Regions from separate parts of the Hordeum vulgare genome. Here regions 1 and 2 are each linked to region 3. The links are chromatin contacts, called in public Hi-C maps. All regions are on one chromosome and are shown on one strand. The core of a region is the stretch at or near the end of the contact, and the rest is flanking DNA. Distances in the headings are between cores, read along the strand shown. Region 1 holds the start of LOC123396057 (cytochrome c oxidase subunit 5C). Region 2 has its middle 95 kb from the start of LOC123396056. Region 3 holds the start of LOC123452333 (DNA replication licensing factor MCM7).

The links. Hi-C and Micro-C count contacts between places; a contact is called where the count stands out from the background.
Region 1: a contact with region 3 is called in a Hi-C map of leaf, with 5 times the contacts expected there. The contact joins the promoter of LOC123396057 here to the promoter of LOC123452333 in region 3. A contact is called at or near these places in 3 of 6 Hi-C or Micro-C datasets (leaf and seedling) and 1 of 1 datasets of contacts at active chromatin or transcription factors (embryo).
Region 2: a contact with region 3 is called in a Hi-C map of leaf, with 3 times the contacts expected there. The contact joins the enhancer-like site here to the promoter of LOC123452333 in region 3. A contact is called at or near these places in 2 of 6 Hi-C or Micro-C datasets (leaf and seedling).

What each region holds. Positions count from the first base shown.
Region 1 is chr5H:106,319,614-106,323,890 of MorexV3_pseudomolecules_assembly, forward strand. LOC123396057 (cytochrome c oxidase subunit 5C) reads left to right here and starts at 2,292. Exons shown (of 2, transcript XM_045091089.1): 1 at 2,292-2,397. It overlaps LOC123395343 (eukaryotic translation initiation factor 5B-like), which reads left to right. Exons shown (of 7, transcript XM_045090338.1): 3 at 1-4; 4 at 86-186; 5 at 270-350; 6 at 447-574; 7 at 674-1,073. The coding sequence ends at 800. TRNAP-AGG (a tRNA gene) reads right to left here and starts at 1,281; the gene lies at 1,210-1,281.
Region 2 is chr5H:106,419,734-106,423,882 of MorexV3_pseudomolecules_assembly, forward strand. It overlaps the pseudogene LOC123400479. Among protein-coding and RNA genes, the nearest start is that of LOC123396056, 95 kb to the left of the region's middle. Within about 2 kb of position 2,213, at least 3 of the 3 cell types and tissues checked have open chromatin away from gene starts, as enhancers often do. A contact at or near this core is called in leaf and seedling, where this site is marked.
Region 3 is chr5H:106,560,813-106,565,594 of MorexV3_pseudomolecules_assembly, forward strand. It overlaps LOC123452333 (DNA replication licensing factor MCM7), which reads left to right and starts at 2,276. Exons shown (of 15, transcript XM_045128974.1): 1 at 2,276-2,377; 2 at 2,526-2,593; 3 at 2,707-2,766; 4 at 2,858-3,087; 5 at 3,577-3,754; 6 at 3,957-4,079; 7 at 4,200-4,289; 8 at 4,559-4,701. The coding sequence starts at 2,335.

The DNA.
Region 1 (4,277 bases), core at 1,042-3,541, 240 kb before region 3:
AGAAGTACATACTACCTTGTTGCCTGTTGTAACTTGACTGAAGTCTTGCGCTGATTTAATTTGAAACATTTTTCTGTGGCTCCAGGCAAGAAGGAAAAGCTCTCTGATGCAGAGATGCTGGCGAAGAAGGCGGAGGCTGCTCAGCGGCGCAAGATGCAAGTGGAGAAAGCCACTAAAGAAAGCGAGGTTGGAGAAACATTTGCTTACTCTCTTTTAAACTTCCTGGAATAGGTTGAGTTCCTAGGAGTTCTCAAAAGTGTTAACTGCAGGCTGAAGCTATAAGGAAAATACTGGGCCTGGACACCGAGAAGAAGAAAGAAGAGAGGAAGCAAAAGGAGCGAGAGGAGAAGGTTCATTGCATCATTTGATCATGCCCATGACACTCGCGTCTCTACTACCATCATCTTCTGAATTATCTTCTGACAGTGTCATTCCTTTTTACTCAGGAGAAGGCAGCCAGAGCGCAAGAACTTGCCAGGAGCTCTATCCGGTGGGTCATGGGGCCCACAGGCACGGTGGTTACGTTCCCTGAAGATGTAGGCCTCCCAAGTATCTTCAACTCCAAACCCTGCAGGTAACCAATACTTGCAATTCCTCCCCATGTTCGAGAAATCAGCCGCACCAAATGTGCGCCACAGATTACATCGTCTCACTTTTGCCTTCCACCACCCAGCTACCCTCCGCCGCGTGAGAAGTGCGCCGGACCGTCTTGCACGAACGCGTACCGGTACAGGGACTCGAAGCTGAAGCTCCCCCTCTGCAGCCTAGAGTGCTACAAAGCTGTCCGCGGGAGCGCTTGATTTGCTCCTTTTTTTCGCAGCCGCATTCGTTCATGCACCTTCAGAATAAGAGAGGACGGCCAGTCCCGGTGATGCAAATTTGTTTGTCGGTCCAATAAGCGAGTTACAAAATAGTTACACATAGCTCTGTGCGTAAAAGATTATCGTGTACTGCACCAGTTTGTTTTACTACACCGTTGAGATGTACTGAACTAGTGATGTTACCGGATGATTTCTAAGTAGATATTATACAGATACATATAGAAAGACAGCAAACAAAGACAGTTTTATTTTTCCTGGTGAGTTTTCTTTCTGTAAAGCCTGGTGAATTGGTGTTTGTGGAAGCGAGAAACAAAAGACACAAACAATTCTCACTTTCGTAAATCTGAAGGAGCTGTGTTACGATGGCTAAAAAATATAAAAACAATTGGGGGCATTCCGAGAATTGAACTCGGGACCTCTCGCACCCTAAGCGAGAATCATACCACTAGACCAAATGCCCATTGCGTGATATGTTTGATTTATTTTAACATCAATAGGTGTCCTACGAAATCTAGAAAAGCCAAATGGCTTGTACTTCACACAAAAATTCTGACCGCCGACCGACTTGAGCAACAAGGTTGGCTCCATGAGCCTATCTGTCAACTCTGCTTTGCGGACGGTTCAAATTGTGCTTTGCCTTTTGCCCCTTCATCACTATTGTCCACCACTTGGTCCTTTCTTGGACCGACGACCACATTCCTCTGACTGAGGCGTTGAACCACAACGTTTGGTGGGGGCGGTACTTTTGTGGTACATTGACAATAAGCACAAGAAGAGGCGGAATGGACATCATGTGAAACGCATGAAAAACGAAATCAACAGGTTTTAAACGTGACAAGTTTAACACACATTAAGGACTTAAGGTGAAGCATCTTACTTTTGAGGATAACAAACACCAGGGCACGTCCTTCCGACCTAGAGTATTCCATCTTCATGAATCATGAGTACTCCCTCCGTTTCTAAATATAAGTCGGATGTATATAGATATTCTTTAAAGTGTAGATTCACTCATTTTATTTCGTATGTAGTCCCTAATGAAATCTCTAAAAAGACTTATTTTTAGAAACAGAGGGAGTAGTTAGCTTGGGATTGTTTTTTTTTCTGGGAGTTTTTCAACATATATCTTTTCCATAAATATCCCATTTGTACATAGTTTTATTCTTTCTAATTCTAACTGATGAAAAGGCAGTGTTCCGGTCGGTTGCTCGGTGAAAAATAACAACATACTCCCTCCGTTCCTAAATATAAGTCTTTTAAACGATTTCATCAGGGGACTACATACGAAGCAAAATGAGTGAATCTACACTCTAAAGTATGTCTATATGCATCAATATGTAGTCTTCTAGTGGAATCTCTAAAAAGACTTATATTATGGAACAGAGGGAGAAAATAGACGAAGGGCCATCCATCCACTCGCTCAGACCACCCGTGTGGACCGGGCCCGTCCGCGAATCTCAGCCCTTAAATGGGCGTTTCCGCAAAAACGCCGTTCCCCGTAACAAATCGGCCTCTCTCTCCCTCTCCTCCTCCGGCGGCGCAGGCGTCTTTCTCCCTCTTCTCCTCCGGCGGCGGCAAGGTCAGACCCCTCTTCCCACGCCGCTCGAACCTGCTCCATTCAATCGATCCCTCGGGTTTCCGTGTCCTGACGCACGAATCGATTCCTACGCGACCTTCTCGCTGATCCGATCCTAGGTTTCCCCCTCTAAATCGTTAGGAACCGTTCCAGATCTGGTCGCTCGGTGCCTCGGTCATCCATTTCGCTGGTGGTGCTGTTGACGGCATCGGCCGGCGAACTAGAAATTTGGGATGGCACGCGATGATCTAGGGGAGCAGGATGCGTCTGATTTGCGCGTGGGGGGGGGGGGGGTGGGGGGTATTTTTTCTTCGTGTGAATACGGCATGTGTTCGTAACCATGGCGTGCGTTGTCCCCATCCGATGCTATCTTTTGGCGATGTTTTTGTTCATAGGCCTATATGCGGTTTGGATTGGGAAATGGTGGCTAAGAAAGAAACATCGTTCGCTCCAATGAGATGTGAATATGTATGTATCAGATGATATATCTGGGAATTAGGAGGTATCCTTTGGCGTGGTGCCATCGCTGCTGCCTCTGGATGGTTTGGCTCGGTGCAATCCCTGGCTAGCACATTATGTATGTTAACTAGTGTGTCATCGTCTATTCCACATATGAAGTTAGATATACCATCTATGCACTGTCGTAGCTTCTAACATCCCGGATCGTTTATGAACTTTGTCATCTATTTGCTCAGCAACCTGCATCATGCTCAGTGATCGTGGTGTGACTTGTGTAGTTCCAGATATATATCTTCGACTTTGCCATGCACATGAATGAGTGGTGTTGCGTGAATGTGCGCTGTCTTGATGATTCTAGTTAGTTGATAATTTTAGAGCACCTATAATTTCTCTCCGCTACACTTAGCACATCACAATTGTACATTGTCTTCTCATTTCATGTCAGCAAACTCTTATGAGATTTTTCATCTGTCATAGGCACTGTCTTATATCTGCATATGTTTTCATATGTGCAACTGTCGTGCTATCAGCAGTAACATTATATGTTTTGTGGGTTATCAGCATTGGAAATAACCTGTTGATATGGTGCTCTATAAAATGTCATTGGTCTATGTGAGTGGGGTTTCAGCTGGTGTGGCGATATGGGTTCCTTAATGGAAGTATCAGCACAATCATATTGCCGTGTTGGTAGAACTCATCTATTTTGATTACTTGGTTTGGCTTATATTCAATAGTATATGTTAGCTAGATTCATGTCCTTTCAGTATCCCAAAGCGGAAAAGTTCTTTTATTGATAAAGATGGCTATGTTCAAAGTAAGTCACCCCAAGTGCAAACTTATCATAGATCTGATCAAGTATACAATGTATTTCCTTTTCTGTGGGTACTTTATTTACTGGAAAAGATTTGTTTATTTTCTCTGTGATTTCTTGCATTTGAGTGAATCTGCTTCTTGACTGATCTTAGGAGTTCATAACTCTTGAAATATGTATTTTGTTGAAGAAAATGACCTGTTGTTACAATTATGATGCTGCCTTCTACATGCCTAATGTTATTGTCCATCTTCTTTTGGCCGAGTGCTTCGTATGAAACAATGCATAATTTGAGTGGTGCTTGTTGCATTTGCTAGGATGTTGATAATTTATGGTTAATCTGATGATGGGTGATAAGGAAGTTCCTCCCAACTAATTGCTTTGCCTCATTTATGCTTTATTGACTACGACCGCTGTGTCCTCTGTGCATGAGTGGCAGGTTAGGTGAAGGGTACACTGCATGCATTTTTTGTTCTTGAAAGAAGCAATGATTGATGCTGAGGATGGAACGATTTATTGTATCACATTTTTTTCCTGCTCCAGCTTAAGATACCTTTTTTAAAAGTTGGGCGGTGGAATAGTATGATACTAGGGTGCAAATGCAGGGAGTTGA
Region 2 (4,149 bases), core at 963-3,462, 140 kb before region 3:
AAATGTTGGAGTACTTTTTTCTGCTAGGCACAAAACTGACCTTCAGTTAGAAATTAATAACAAGAAGTAGTGAGACAACAATTATCATTTGGCATATTTTTCATACACAAAAAATCCCTCTAAAGAAACCAATTTGTTGATTATGAAGAGATAGCTCACTAGGAGGAACGTATCACTTGCAGAAAATAAAATATACATTAAATTTTGGGAGGTGCCGAAGTCTTCTTCCTCGTGCATCCATCGGCGACACGACATGACTAAAGCTCGTTGTCGCATTTGGGCCTCCATCTGAGCGGAGCAAAGTTGTTGAAACCCATAAGCTTGTAAAAGCAGCGGTTGGGAAGTAATCAATGTGGATCATAATAAGCTAGTGATTGCAATCTACATAGAAAATCGTTTTCGCGGAGAAGAAACCACGGGAGAGGGCATGCAAAACACCCTCAAATGCGGCCATACAGAGTCGAGGAATACTAATCTCACACGCTCCCCGGCTATACCGAGGTTAGCCAATCTTTGTCGGTCAAGACTAGAGCGAGAGAACCACAACTTACAACCACGTTGTCTGCACCTAGGATAACGCCACCAAAAGAGACACGCAGAAGGAAAAAACCAGACCCAAAAATACAAATCTAGGGACACACGATCCTTCATATGCCTTTTGGTGATACAAAGAAAAGCACTCAAACGAGGACGAGGTGGGGAGACTTTATTCCACACCGACAATGACGTCATTGTCTCGCCACCGCTCGTAGGAGAAAACTATGAATTTATTTCTAACCCTAAGACCTCAAGACCAAAGTCATGGAGTCACCTCCCCATCCGGTCGTCCGAGCAACGAACAAAGGGAAGAGGAGGGATCGTGCGTCGCTAGTAAGTAGGGGAAGATGAGCCGGCATCAGCTAAGTCTTGAGAGTGAGAGGAGGAAAAGAACGAATTAATTGCTTGTATGCAAGAGAACCATTTCAACATAGCATAAGGATAGGTATGGGTGAGTCTATATGAGTGAGGTCTTTGGCTATTTGGACGCCAGTGAACCCGGTCTTTAAAAATATCATGAAGGCTATTTAAAGTTTCCAAAAAATGTACGTTTGCATGTAGAGGTTTCAAAAATGTCACAAAGGCTATAAAACTGCATTTTTAGAGAATAAAATCTCATCAAAGAACTAGAAGATTCGTATGCTACACAAAATGAGAAAATCCCGCCCAAAAGAACAAAATGTTGGCTCATTTTAATCCATATATTTGTCTCTTTTGCACACACCCGATATGAAAATGTACACGGTAAAATTTGCAAGCGTACATACTACATATCTAAATATATAAAAAGGATAGCGAGGTGCATGTAGCTTCCGTTTGCGTAGGGCCCGGAGAAGGGTCCGATCACTTTGAAACACGTCTAAATGTATATGTACACTTATTTTTTTCAGTTTTTCAAGCTATGAAAAATATTGTTTTTTTATCAAAAAATAAAGATTTGCCTAGTGTCCGTCCTCCACGACGTTTTTCGTGACATCAATTCACACGTGTGGACAAATTATAGATCATGAACAAAAAAAGGTGGACATTGGCAAATTATATAGATGGTGAACAAAAAAAGTGGACATAATGGATGTACGGAAGGTAATTACTTTTATCCACAAAAAATAAGCTAGGTATTTACACATTGTACAATTGGTGAATATACTACGAGAATGAAATATAGATTATATCCATATCATCATAAACACAAATATTTTTAAATCTAAAAGCAATAACAGTATCCATGGGAAGATAAGGAAATAACAGGGATCAAGCATAGGAACGTTGAGTGTAGTAACTATCGCTCTTACCACGCTGGCGAGTAACACCAGTCTGCATGCCGGCTGGAAACGATGTATAAGGATGTAACTGCAAAATGCGCAAGCATAACAAGGGGTGATATCAAATGAAAAGCACAGACAAGGACGTAACCGGGAAATGTGCAAGCACAAAAGCAAATCACCGTCCTGAAGGGACAAGCGGAAGGACCCATTTGTAAGATAAACGAGTTCGGAAAGCACAAACGAGAAAAATTCCTTGGGCCTATCGGCAAGAAACCGGGGCCAGGGCGCAAAATCTCGAAAATTTTTGGACCATTTCTCAATTTGTGCGTGTCGTCCTTGCGCAGGGGCATGCTAATCTTCTCTGTATCGTTCCAATTTTATGGGATGAAGGGACGATTATGGTGCAACGCTCAGCCTTATAAACAGGTCCGGGCATCCCTCGCTAGGCGAGGTGGTACTAAACTGCCGTGCTGTGCTGCGTTCCACACGCGCCAGGAACCGCGGAATCGCACCAAACAGCAAGTGGGCCGAATCTAGGTGAAACCTGGATCTTCATCTTGTCAGCCCAATATCTGTTTTGCTAGGAGTCGGCCAAGCTATACAAAGCGAGCTGGAAACACACACACGGGCTGCTCCTGTCCTTTTTTTCTTTTCGAGGGCACGCTCCCGTTCTACATTCATTTATGCTGATCTCAATTGTCTAAAAATAAAACTGATCTCAAAAACTCAAAAAAATAAATGTTAATCTCAAAAGAAAAATGTTTCATGCTCGTCTCAAAAAATATATTTATGTTCCATGCAGTGTTTCTCGAAAAACAAAATTTTGTTTCACAGGAAAAAAATGTTCCATGCAGACTGTTATTTCCGGACCCATCGTCCTATGTACGGAGCTACGTTTTCCAAGCGGTGCATCCTTGTGATAAATTATCCTGTGCTGTGCGTAAATGTTAAAAATTATGGAGAGTCCGATCGAACTATCCGTCCGGAGACATGCACCCGTTATCACACAGATGATAAATCTGCTCCTAGCACATGTTTTTCTCTCACGTAAAAGCAACTGTTTTTCTCTCATGGATGCAGCGCCGGTGGTCTTGAAATTTCAGTACGTATAATTTGCTTTTTTTGGCTTTTGCCGCCGGTGGTGTTTTGATTGTGATGGTGAACCTCCAAGTGAGCCATTCCCAAGTCAACACACATCCCACGAGCCTTATTGTATGTGTTAAGAAAAATGAATTGGACCAATGTAGTTGACAAAACGTGGGCTGCAAACTAAAAAGCTGCTGGATTCTTAGTATCCTTTCTTTGATTGGAGGTAGCTGCAACATCAGCCATGTGATGGTGGAAATATCTTTAGGAGGCTTATCTTCTTAGAATAAGCACAATGTAGCTTGGCTCCGCTCCTCCTAGGGTTCCCCCCTCTCCTCCACCGTCGCCGTCGGCTCCCCTAGGTGGCTAGGTCCCTCTCGTCGCCGTCGGCCGCCGGCCGCCCCGCCACCCCCTCCTCCCCCCGCGCCTCTCCTTCCTCCCGGATCCGTCCCTGCGCCGCCTCCTCGGGAGGTGGCCAGGGTGGCGCGCGACCCCCCTCCCCTTCGGCCGTCCTCCTCCCTCATTCCTCCCCGCCGTCGCTGGCGGGCGCTACCGACGCAGGCTCGGGTGGTGCTGGCGGCGACGGGACCTTCAGCCCCCCCCCCCGCCCCCCGCGCGCGGCTCCCCTGCCCGGAGCATGGGGCGACGGCGGTGCTCCTCGAGTACACCCGTAATGCGTAGTATCATATGATAGGTCATTTACTGTCATGCATGACACATAGTAGCACAACATTTAATATGATACGGTATCATGATATGATACTCAACCCTCACTTTCTTCATTTAATTCTATGTCACATCATCAAAATTGCTTAGTTGACATGCATGATACTCCCTCATTTTCGGTTTGTAGGGCTCATCTCAAAATTTTCAGATTTCCATTATATTAGGCTCATTTTGAGTCTAAGTGAGTTAAAGTGCTTTGAGTCTCAAGCCATATTTAATTCATAGAGTTTAGAGAAAGAAGATGAGTGGCTATGCATGCATCGTTTTCTACATTCACCATACAAGTCCAATGAAAGAATGGATGCTACATTTATTGCCTTGGAAATTGCATATGTGAAAAATATTTCATTGGCTAGTTTAAACTAGTGTCATCCACTCACAATTTACCTTGGTTGATGAGATTTCAGATTTGAGCCCTATAAACCGGAAAGGAGGGAGTAGTAGCTATGGTACTCTCATTATGACCAGCCTTATTGTATGTGTAAAGAAAATTGAATTGGACCAATGTAGTTGACAAAACGTGGGCTGCGAACTA
Region 3 (4,782 bases), core at 1,026-3,525:
AGATTATACACATCACTATAGATTCAAATTACATTATAAATAGAAATTTAAAAATTAAATAGGTAAGATACATTAGATTTCGATTCAACCCATTTTTTGAATGGAAGTTCATATGTAATAATTTAAAATTAGAGTTACAGTTTAAAAGATATAATTGTTTATAGTATTTGTTAATTATAATTGGACCATGGATTAATTAACAACATGGATCAGCCTTGTTAAAAAAATGGACTGTACTCTATTGATTAAAATTACAGCATAAATATTATTTAAAAATTATTAAATAAATAAAATAATATTATATTTAGATTGTGCGCATCACTATTGATTTAAATTACATTATAAACAGAATTTTCAAAAATTACATAGATAAACTAACATTATATTCAGATTTTACATATTTTTCTAATAAAATTTCATATATAATATTGTAAAATTGGAGTTACTGTTTAAAATATATAATTTTTTAAAGTATTTTGCACTTATAATTGAACTACAGATTAATTAATTAAAAACTATAGGAGTGTTTTCGAAAACATACGGAAAATGATTGGTTTTTTTACTCAAGTATGTACTGCGGGTTTATTTTATGAAAATTAAAGGAGGTTTCTACAAAAAATCCAGAAAACGATTCGTTCTCTCGCTGTGTTATGTACTGCGGATTGATTTCGGGAAAACACAAGGGGTTTGCTGTAAAAACAAAAAAAACGATTCGTCTCTCACTTAAATCTGGACCGCGGGTTGATTTTGGGAAACTTTAAGGGTTTTTCTACAAAACGACCACGACGGACGGAAGAAGCACTGCGTGCTTTATTATTAGGGAGAGAATTGGAAGCAAAAACAAATTTCTATTTTTCTGCACATTTTTGAAAGTCTTGAACATTTTCTGAATTCATGAACAATGTTTGAAAGTGACAATATTTCGAAATTTGGAATATTTTGAAAAGGAAGATCATTTTTGAAGATCAACTTAATTGAAAAATTGAGAAATTCTTGATATTTTACCAGCCATCTTTTGAAAATATCGATTTTTTCTTAAAATAGCGGACATTTTTAAAATACTTAACATTTTTTAAAAATCCCGAACAATTTTTAAATTATGATTTTATTAAAAAGGGCAACTATTTAAACTTTAAACTTATTTGAAAAACAAATTCTGTTTTCGACTTTGAAGATCAATTTTTGGAAATTCAGAATATTTTTTGAATTTACAGACAAAGTTTGAAAAACGTCAAATTTTTTACGTTTGGTACATGTTTTTTAAAACAAGACCATATTTAGAAATTGAAGAACAATTTTCAAACACAAACTTTATTTGGAAATTGATTTTTTTTATATTTCGAATAATTTTGTAAAATGCGATACATTTGTTAAAAATACCAAAAATTCTCTTAAAAAACTGAACATTTTTTAAAATGCCGAACATTTTTTAAAGCTATGAATGTTTTTGAAGAACGACAATTATTTGAAATATAGAACATTTCTAAAAAAACAATTGTTGAATTTGAAAAACCATTTCTGAAACATAAAATAAAATAAAATAAAGAGGAAATAAGTAAAAAATAAAAAATCAATTGAGGAAACTTTATGAAAGTTTGTCTAAAGCACAAAAATTGGTTGAAACTTGTAGAAGGTTACCAAAACCAGCAAAACCGCCTGGTTCGGCCAGTTAGAAGGATCACTCGATCTCCTCGGTGGCCACATTAAGAGCATGTCTAGTAGTGAACTAAAACCCTTAAATCTAAAATCAGTTTTAAGGGTTGAGAATTGACTATTTTAACACTTTTAAGGGTTGAAAAACAAAGGCAAAGACTAAAACCCTCAAACCCAACCCTTATAACAGACTATTTTTGACACTTTTAAGGGTTTAGGGGTTCTAGTCTACGCGTTTTTTTCGCCCAACCCATAAAAAATGACTATTTTTGATTTTTTTGAGGGTTTAAGGGCTTTACTAGACATGTTCTAAGTTGTGCGTAGCCTGGACTACTTACCGCAAAATGCGGCAAATAGTAGATTCAAAAATGGTCGCTTATTTGCGCTGAGAAATGTTTGCCGCAATGTTCCTGTGGGCCCAGATTAACAACGTAGAGGCGCTCCAGTAGGCCCGATGAACGCAATGGGCTGTTGGACCCAAGCTTACTAAATCGGGCAGTTCATCTGGGCCCACTAAGAGCCACTCGGCCTTCCCGCCACGCCGCCCCCCGCCCTTCCCGCCAAAACCCTCCTCTTATCCCCCTCTTCCCGCCATTCCCCTCAAACCCTCTCATTTCCCTCCATTCTCTGGCCCGCGTCTTTCCTCCCCTACCCGCCGCCGCCGCCGCCGCCGCCGCCGCCATGGCCGCCGGGACGAAGACCGTCGACTACGCCGCGGAAAGAGGTACGTTCTCTCACCCCCGCACGTCCCTCCGGGCCTGAAGCCTCTGGAACCGTCTCCCGCGAGCTCTTCCCTCCCGTCCTCGGAAGCTTCTACAAAGGGTTCAGACGGCCGCGTTGCTTATTGGTGTTCGTTTCTCCCCCCTCTGCAGCGCTCGCGAAGGACTTCCTCACCAACTTCGCTGGCCCGCACGGCGAGCCCAAGTACCAGAACATCCTGGTAATCACCTCTTACCCTGTGTTACATGGCCTTGAAGATCCGATCATTTTTAGTTATTTCACCCCGATTTGTTGTTAATCCAAGGATTTGACCCCCGTTCTCTCCAATTCCAGCAAGACATCGCGAACAGGAAGATCCGCGCCGTGCAGATCGAGCTGGACGACCTGTTCCATGTACGAATTCCCCCACCTCGACGAGATCTATTTTTTTACAGAGGTATTGTCGCGGGTTCAGTATCTGATATCGGTTGTGTTGCATGCGCAGTACAAGGATGTGGACGAGGAGTTCTTGCAGAGGGTCACTGAGAACACCAAGCGCTACATCGGCATATTCGCGGAGGCCGTGGACGAGCTCATGCCGGAGCCCACGGAGGCGTTCGCTGTCGACGAGGACAGGGATATCTTGATGACGCAGCGCGTGGATGAAGGGGCTGACGGAGGCGCTGACGGCAATGACCCTCTGCAGAGGATGCCGCCGGAAATCAAGCGGTTCTTGTGAGTATCTGCATACTGCCCCTAGAAGTTTCTTGCACAACTAGGTCTCTGTCCGTTCTTCTTAACCAATTTGGCTGGTGGCTATGATTGACATGTTATTGGAGTAGTTCAGTAGCTGGCTGTTAAATTATTTGCTGATATCGCAGAACTGAAACTATTTCACAACTGAAATGTGAAGGAGATACTTTAGGTACCAGGAGTAGTATATTATGTAGAAATAAAATGTGCTCCGCCAACTGACCGAAGCTTTTAGTGCAAAATTGTCCCCAAACAATCTCCGCGTTATATGACAAAATATTTTAATACGTTCTAAACATTTGCCATCTTGTGTTCTTGCAAAGACTTGTTTGGTGACCTCATAGATGCCTGTAGGTACCCAGTTCATTACAAATGATCCATTGGAACAGCTGTACAGTGTTTTCTTCTGGGACATTCAACTGTGTGTTTCTGCTATGTTTTGTCTAATATGAAATGGTTTTCACATTCTAGCGAGGTATACATCAAGGCGTTCTCGAAGGTGACTCCGCTCACCCTTAGGCAAGTCAAGGCATCCCACATTGGGCAGCTTGTGAAAATATCTGGAATTGTCACTCGCTGCTCGGATGTGAAGCCCTTGATGCAGGTGGCGGTTTATACATGTGAAGAATGCGGTTTTGAGATATACCAGGTAATACATCTTGGTTTAGGTTCTTGTTTCTGTTATGCCTATTTGTCAAACCCTTGTAACAGATCCCTGTAGATTAGTTTAGATTGTGTTACCCAGGAGAATTTTGTGTAGTATTTATCCTAGCACACATAATGAAATGCAATATTGCGTGTACCGAGCTCTACAACTAGTGCTGAAATTTTTATTGACATGAATATGACAGGAAGTGACTGCTAGAGTCTTTATGCCTCTCTTTGAATGCCCATCTCAACGATGCAAGCTGAACAAAGCAAAGGGGAATTTAATCCTTCAACTGCGAGCATCAAAGTTTCTTAAATTTCAGGAGGTAATACTTCCTCCACAGTCCTGTGGACAAGGCTAACTCTATTTAATGGTGAAAAACTTGTCAAAATCAAATCATATTCGGACTCCTACTTAACTGTAAAACTGTAACCTTTTCTTGCAGGTGAAGCTCCAAGAACTAGCAGAGCATGTACCAAAGGGCCACATCCCACGTTCTCTGACTGCTCATCTCAGAGGAGAGCTGACAAGAAAGGTAAATCAAAATGGACACTATTTTTTCTGTGAGTAACTCTTTTGCTTAAGGCCATAGAAATCACCATGTCTGCTCTTGTGCTTACATGAATGCATTTTTCCACATTTCATTACATTCATGTGTTGATTCCATACAAAGTTGGATTTCTGTTATTCAGTTCCCAATAGCTTCTAAGCTCACAAATAAAGAGTGATATTCAGCGAACTTTCCAAATACTATTTTTTGAAATCCTATGACCATTATTAAGTACTAAATGTTGCCATTATCAGGTGGCACCTGGAGACGTTGTTGAGATGTCTGGTGTTTTCCTCCCCATGCCTTACTTTGGATTCCGGGCCATGCGAGCAGGATTGGTTGCTGATACATATTTGGAAGCAATGTCTATTACCCACTTCAAGAAGAAATATGAAGAGTAAAGGCTATGATCTTATTTCCATAAACACTGACCCTATTTACCTTGCCTGTGGCACCATTTGATGTTAGAAATTGCTAT